Regions from separate parts of the Mus musculus genome. Here region 1 is linked to region 2. Evidence: chromatin contacts called from public HiChIP or PLAC-seq data. All regions are on one chromosome and are shown on one strand. The core of a region is the stretch at or near the end of the contact, and the rest is flanking DNA. Distances in the headings are between cores, read along the strand shown.

Region 1 (3,608 bases), core at 931-3,430, 710 kb after region 2:
TACATATTTCATGACTCTGTTTTATACAGCTGAATAGTAATCTATTGAGTATATTTAGGTCATTCCATTTCCTAGTTGTGAATAGAGAAGCAAAGAACTTGGCTGAGGTAGTGGTGGTGGAGGAGGTTGCTGCGTGTTTTGAGTGTATACTAACATAGCAAGGTCATATGGCAGATCCACTTTGGCTTTCTGGTAACTCTTCATACTGATTTTCTATAGTGGCTGAACTTGTTTCCATCCAACTGAACAGTGAGAGATGCTCTCCCTTTCACCATGGCCTCATCAGCATTTGTTGTCAGTTATGGCTTTTTTATTCCACATTAGCCATGCTGAGTAGGGCAAGACAAAAATCTCGAAGTCCTTTTAATTCGCATCTCCATAATTACTGAGAACGTTAAACATTTTTGAATATTTTAAACTTTTTACTGCCTTCATTTTTTGCTTGTTTTTGTTTGTTTGTTTGTTTGTTTGTTTGTTTTTAAACAGGGTTTTCCCTGTGTAACAGCATTGGCTATCCTAGAACTCACTTTGTATACCATGCTAGCCTCCAACTCACAAAAATCCACCTGGCACTGCCTCTTGAGTGCTGGGATTAAAGACCACAGCATATAATATATTTTGACCATATTCCTTTTCCTATCAGATGATACCCACTCCCTACAAGAAATATCTGTTCCGATTAATAGTCCATTTTTAATTGCATCATTTGTTTTCTTAATTACTTGGTTATTATTGTTCTTGTTTTTTATATGTTCTAAATATTAATCTGCTACCAGATATATAGCTGGCAAATATTGTTCCCACTCTTTGCATTTCTTCTTCACTTGATTGTTTCCCTTGCTATCCATAAGACCTTTAGTTTTATGAAGTTTATATAGGCAGTCAGTGCCCTTAATACCTGACTTTCTTTAAGGATCTCACACTTATTCTTTATATCTTTCTCCGTGTATGACATTGTCACTTTCAAGATGGGTTGCTGGATATATGATCTTCATTTTGCTTCTCTAAGTTTTCTGACCTACCACCAGGCATGAAGTAGCACTGCTGAGGATGCTAGAGGCAACAGTTAGATTACCTCTTTGCAGTAATGTAATGGGTAGAAAAAGACCCCAAGTTTTATAAACAGTATGTTGGGCTCTATCAAGGTGACATAATGGTTTTGTGATGGGAGACATCTCTGCTGACCCCTGAGGGTCATGGGGAAGCTGTCATACATTCTTGCTTTTTCAGTGATGTCCAGGGCTGTGCTTTCCATGAACTCTATCATAACAGATCTGACTGAATGAACCAATCAATCAGTGATGGCTGGAGGTTCTGGCCTTGGCCGTGGGAAGCACTTTGGTTTATGGAGCCTTTAAACTTCTGTTATGAGGAGCTGTTTAGACAAGTTAAGTTGTACAGTTTCACTTTGGGGAGGAAAGAGATTTTCCTTCAGTTTTTATTCATTACTTATTGCAAAAGTGATTTTGCAATGACGGATTTCGAAATTTCTTCCTGGGCTTCTAAACCACCATGGTGTTCAGCAAGCCCAAGCAAGTTTTCAAAAGCAGGGTTTTCCCTTCAAGTCTTACCTCTCAAGCTGCTAGAAGGAAGCTTTGCATATCCGTGTATGTGTAGGGCACAGAACTGATACAAGAATGGTGGAAGGACTGTAGCAGTAGGTGATGGATGTGTCCTCAGAATTTTGCCCCTCCTTAAATACTTCCCATTGATCACAAAATCTCCTGCTAAGATACAGGTTCTGTGGCTTGCCTTACAGCACACTGTTCGTGAGTCCTATTTTGTGCTTCTCTAGCATGGTTTCCACTGTATAATTTCCAAAGCAAAGACACTGAAGCTTGTTCCAGAAATGTCCTTTTCAATGATTGAGCAATGAAATAAATACACACACACACAAAAAAAGCAGAATGGGGGAAATGGTGAGTGTTTGAGTCATTGGGTAGTTTTGTCCTTTTCTGTATTTTTATTAGAGTTTTCTTTTATGATTATTGATCTCCATTAGCATTATAATTATAAATACTTGATAAGTTTCTCTCTTTGATCTGGCCTACTTGTCATTCAACAGTCTTTTAAAGGGTGGATTCTTTCTTTCAATCTTGACATTTGCTATTGTTCTCATCCCTGAATGGCTTGCTTGCTGCTCTCAAAAGCTGCCCAGCATCACTGAGAGAGTATATTGCAGTATCAAGTACCATGGCTTCAGGCTCTGCCACAGCTGCCCACTTTCTAAAAGCTCCCTTTATTCTTTACAACTGCACTTACTCAATTGAGACTAACAAATGTCAGCTCTTTTCTACCTTTCATACAGCGGGTGCATGCACGAGCACAAGCACTCGCACGCGCGCGCGCGCGCACACACACACACACACACACACACACACACACACACACACACAAACCCCTTGCAAGTGTAATAAATCCCTATTTCTGCACAGGATGCATTAATATACCTTGCAATTGCCTGCCCCTGTTGGTTTTAGTCCTTGGCCCTTTTATTCCCTTCCTTTGTACTTCAGCTTCCTCAGCTCCGGTATTCCCAGCCTTAAAATCCAAGTTGCAAATGCAAAAAAACAGGCCCACCCATTTAGGAGGAATTGAATGGTTCTGATTGTAACAAACATACTTCTGCATGGCTCTGCTCACTGAAGCACTCCGAGTTTGGCTCATGAGAAGCAGCAAATCTTAAATTCAAGACTAATCTATGAGTCTCAGACTGAAAAGCACTGTGGGGGAAAACGGGAATAGGCAATGGAGCATTGTGTTACAGAACATTATATACAATAGGCACACTATATTATGGCATATATTGTATGTATCTGCATACAATATATTTTTTACCAGACCCCATACACATACACATGTGTGCATACATACACACATGCATGTGCATACACACACACACACACACACACACACACACACACACACACAGGACACCGCACACAGAGAAAAAAATAGAATCTTCCTACTCAGTGTGATTTGGTTTTTTTGCTTTTTTTTCAGCCTCATATAGTAATATTACTTCTTAGAAATAGCTATATTTTGATGTCTAGAATTAACCATGATGATAATAGCAGTAGGCAGTTTCCACAAACATGAAGATGGATCTATCTTCATTGAGTAAAACATATGAGATGAAAAACCCCTTTACTTCATCGCAGCCCACTAGGTAATGATCAAGGCTTTCCATACAAAGCTAGAAGTTTTCTGAAGACTTATTTATGGTTTTATAGAACAACTTAAAGGATTATTAAATTCATACGGACCTGTGAGTGCCCATGTCTCTTTAAAAATATGAATGGGAGCTTTCTCCAATCCTTGAAGAGTCAAGAGGTAGGTCATACTTGAGTGGTAGTATTTGCATATAGAATTTCTAAGGTTCCTTTTCAAACCAAAATTTCGTGACTCTCTGCTAATGCCATTTTTATTTTCATTCATTCATTCACTCATTCATTCATTCATCTCAAAGAACAGTCTACAGACCTTAAGCATTGACCTCAAGGTACTGCAGGAGACTTGGTTAGGAATGCCACCTGCCGCCTGAGGACCTGTACCACAAAAGGTCTCATATATACATAAAAATAGAGAAGTCCAATGGTCCTAATCCT
Region 2 (3,892 bases), core at 1,298-3,797:
TTAGTGGGCAAATCCTATTCAGGCTTCCTGGAAATCAACTTTCAAAAGCAGGAAGAAACAATTCCAGGACAACCTGTTCTTAGTTTACTCCCGCTGCCTTGGATCTCTTAAGCATCAAGTTTGCACTCCCATGGTTGGGGAAGAGAACTCAGGGTGGGGCTAAGAGTCATCAAGGTTAAACCTATGGGTGGCTGGTTAAAGCAGTAGCCCGCGTGTTTGCTGAGGGATAAATCACTGAGCAAAGTTGTCAAATACAGACTCCTAGGCCCAACCAAGGCCTGGGAAATCTGTGCCAGTTGTGGGAACTGGGAACCTGCACTTCTAACAATTCTCTGTAAATTCTACAGTTTGGTGACCAAAAACTGTTTTTTTGTTTTGTTTTGTTTTAGTAAGGGCACCAGGCACCTCCTTCTATGGGTTTGTGCCTTTAGACTGTTTCAAAACTGTCTTTGGCTCAAGTCAGTGCAGCCTTTCAGAGCAAAGGTGACAGGACTTGAAGAGGGTCCACTTAGTGTCTCATCAAATTTGCTAATTCTGAAAGGCTTCAGGGAGAATAAAGCCTGAGACCAGTCAAAAATGCCACAGACCCCAAAGGTATTTCCTGAAACAAGTCTTTTTCCAAATTGGCATAATGTACATTTCAAAAAGCCCCCAAAACCGGCATCGGAAGGGGAAACAGGCTGGGTAGGTTTCCGTTTGGTTTCAGTATTGTCCCTGGACCATAAAGAGCAGACTTCAAAGGCCAGCAGCAAAGTCTACATTCATCAGGCTCCACCGAGCAGATTCCAGCACAGCCATTAACCTCCAGCAACAGCGCAGCTCCCACTGCAAAGGGGCCAGGAGATTGTACTAATCCCATTCTAAAGAATGCTGGACTTTTGCCTATTGATGGGAAAAGTGGGGGAGGGTGCCAGAGGAAAAGCCAGGGTGGAGGAGGAGACAGGGGAAACAAAGCTTCGTCCCAGTCCAGTACATTAGCACTTAAGGAAGATTACAAATAGGTCTTACCAATTTACAGAACAGTTAATACACAAAGATGCCAGCTATGCCCATTAAGGATTTTGGTTTGGGGTTTTGACTAAACCCACCCGCCAGCACCAATGAAGAAGGGTGCATTCCACCAAACAGCTGGTATGATTCATTATGCTTCTCATGTGCTTGTTTTGTTTTGTGTTTTCCCCTAATTTTTTCATCCTCCAAAGAAAATAACGAGGCACATTCATAAGGAAGTCAGTTTTTCTGTCTTGCATCAAAGAGAAAGGGAGAGAAAGGGCAGGGGTGGGGTGGGGAGGGGAGAAAGTGATTGATTACTAGAGTTCAATTAGTTGGTCATTTACCTGCAGTCACCTGGAAGTTTACAAGACCCATGCTTGGGACTGCAGCCCTGTCGGCAGATAGCTGGAAAAAAAATCGGAAAGTTACATTAGCGCTGTCTATGCCTTTCGGGCCACAGTTATGTAAATGGTCTAGTACATAGAATTGGGGGCCCAATAAATCCAGGTTCAAACTCCAAGGCCATGTTAGTAGAACCTCAAGTCACAACATTGTTTGGGGACAAATGATTAGGGGGTTCCTCAACATGCTTATTCCTTGAGCCCTGTCAGGGCCTAGTTCCCCCCTCATCAAGAGGAAAAATGAAGATATTCATTCATTCATTTGCCTTCCCTGCCCCAACATGGTCCTAGCATGGTATTTTCAGGTGAGCCTCCCACTAAATGCCTGGTTTCAACAATCCCATGGAGCTAAAAAACCAGGCAAGCTGATCTTGCAGACAAGTAAGCTTACAAGCTGTTCTATACTTGCTCACAGAAAGAAAGAAATCAAGTGGACACTTAAAAAAGAACACAGAACCTCAGTAATTGCTACTGAATTTTAAAATATTGAGCAATTCCTTCTGTCATCAATTCCAGTTTAAGCAAACTACTGTCGCCAGATACCAGGAGACAGGACTACTTCCTCAGAGACCAAATATCCTCTCCTGCATCATTCCACACAATTTAAAGCTAAAAGAAGGAGTTTATCTAATGATTTTCCAAGACCACCAAGGTATATTATATGTCCGTGAGGGCATAGCATCTGTTGTGCTGTGACCTCCAACTCTATTGCTAGGAATTAGAATTATTTAATTCTAGTATAAGGGGCAAAAGACAGTAAGGGACTCCCAAGGTTACCACCTACTTCCCCCGCCTCCTTTAATGCCGCAACCTCAAAGATGCCCAGTGAAACGTGCTGCAGTGACATGTGAGCTCAGTGACAGTCATTGCCCATAGCACTGTCTGTTCAAACACCACTGGCTTGGCCTGGTCCTGTTTGGCATCAGGCTCTTCTCAGAAGCAGTCTGAGGAGGAGATTTGGTAATAGGAGGAAGGAATGGGGAGCCAGATGAGGCCTAAGGAGGAGCTGAGCAAGGATGTGGTCTCAGCTGGGGTCTGACTTCAGTGTGATCCCAGGGGAACCTCCAGAGTGTGAATCTTACTCCACAGTGTTAAAGCAAAGAGGCTGGCCTTCCCAACATCCCCATCCCCCCGTGTCAGCCACTCAGTAACTGTTCGCTGCAGGGATGGGGCAGAGAGTGGCTCCTGCCTGGCCAAGGACAACTCCCTGGAGAAGGAGCAGCTGCGAGCTCTTAGCAGCCAACACTCACAGCAGCTGGGGGATGGGGACACCAGCTGGTAACGGGGACTCCAGACAGGGCACTAACAGAATCTTCTACATACAGCATCTACATGCTTCAGTCTAAGATAATGATAGCGGCAGCATCCCACCCTGCCACCCGACTGCTATAAGGGTGAGAACCTGGTACCCAAACTGATAAGCCAACATCATTTGCAGTTTTATGCATCCAGTTGCATGCTTGGATACCTTTGTTGCAATCAGGACCCATCCAGCCTTCCATGCAAGTTTTGTTGCCGTTCTGGTCACAGGCATAATGTCCAAAGAAGTCATCTCTGGGACGACAGAACTTATTGCAGCCAAAGCCATAGTAGTGGTCATCACAGGTCACTCGGATCTGATACTCGAAGTGGGCAATCCCTGTGTTTTGTTTCAGTGTCTGCCATTGCCGGCTAGGGTTTATCATGCCTGAGTGAGAAGCCTTTTCAATTATGCTATCAGGTTCTAGAGGGGGAGAAGAAGATGAAACTCATTAACAGTCACATAAGCATCTTCCGATTTGACCATTTTGCCTACTTTCGGACTAGAAACACACACAGTACAAAAATCAAACTGTTATTAAAAAAAAATAGTAACAAGAGCTGTACCCTCGTTTTTGTATGCCAATTTACCATTCAAACTAGTTGTCAGGTGCCTGGAAACAACATTGAATAAATGCACCTCTTCCTTGATCTGTAGGCATTCAAGACATTAGAGTTAGTCTCTTGCAGGGATGGAGAGATAGATGGCTCAGTGGTTAAGAGCACTGTCCTGAGTTCAATTCCTAGCGACCACATGGTAGCTTACAACCATCTGTAATGGGATCAGATGCCCTCTTCTGGTGTGTCTGAAGACACCAACAGTGTACTCACATACATAAAAAAGAAAGTCTTTAAAATATATATATATATATATATTTTTTTTTTAAGTTAGCCTCTTGTTATTCAAAGCTACAATAAGCATGTTGAATGCATGTTGGCCAGCAGCAAGAAATACCCTAACAGATTCAGTGGACACAAACAACACATTCCATCCCCAGGTGATGCACAGATACCTGCCAGCAAAACCTGCAGACCCTCAGCATAAGGTGCTACCTCAGCAACAGTATCACAGCTCAGTTTCTCATCTCTGCACAACAGGTCCAACAGATACAATAGTATCTCCTGTTTTAACTGACCTTTAGTGACAGTATTTTTATTTGTTCCTGTGATCCGTATCCTTTGCCAACTTTTCTAACATA

What was found. HiChIP or PLAC-seq counts read pairs in DNA pulled down with a chosen protein or histone mark.
Region 1: an H3K4me3 HiChIP or PLAC-seq map of embryonic basal ganglia shows a contact between it and region 2, with 5 times the contacts expected there. The contact joins two enhancer-like sites. A contact is called at or near these places in 12 of 39 promoter capture datasets (the 3T3-L1 cell line, the C10 cell line, HPC-7-derived erythroid cells and 8 more), 1 of 15 datasets of contacts at CTCF or cohesin (the NIH/3T3 cell line), 4 of 484 Hi-C or Micro-C datasets (the AML12 cell line, embryonic stem cells, epidermal suprabasal cells and 1 more), 14 of 115 datasets of contacts at active chromatin or transcription factors (the NIH/3T3 cell line, astrocytes, craniofacial prominence and 10 more) and 1 of 9 other capture datasets (embryonic stem cells).

Annotation. Positions count from the first base shown.
Region 1 is chr2:137,806,316-137,809,923 of GRCm38.p6, forward strand. No RefSeq gene overlaps it. Among named protein-coding and RNA genes, the nearest start is that of Gm14062, 69 kb to the right of the region's middle. Within about 2 kb of position 2,181, at least 46 of the 459 cell types and tissues checked have an H3K27ac peak or open chromatin away from gene starts, as enhancers often do. A contact at or near this core is called in embryonic basal ganglia, where this site is marked.
Region 2 is chr2:137,098,719-137,102,610 of GRCm38.p6, forward strand. It overlaps Jag1 (jagged 1), which reads right to left. Exons shown (of 26, transcript NM_013822.5): 4 at 2,863-3,117; 5 at 1,338-1,398. Among named protein-coding and RNA genes, the nearest start is that of Jag1, 16 kb to the right of the region's middle. Within about 2 kb of position 2,548, at least 27 of the 459 cell types and tissues checked have an H3K27ac peak or open chromatin away from gene starts, as enhancers often do. A contact at or near this core is called in embryonic basal ganglia, where this site is marked.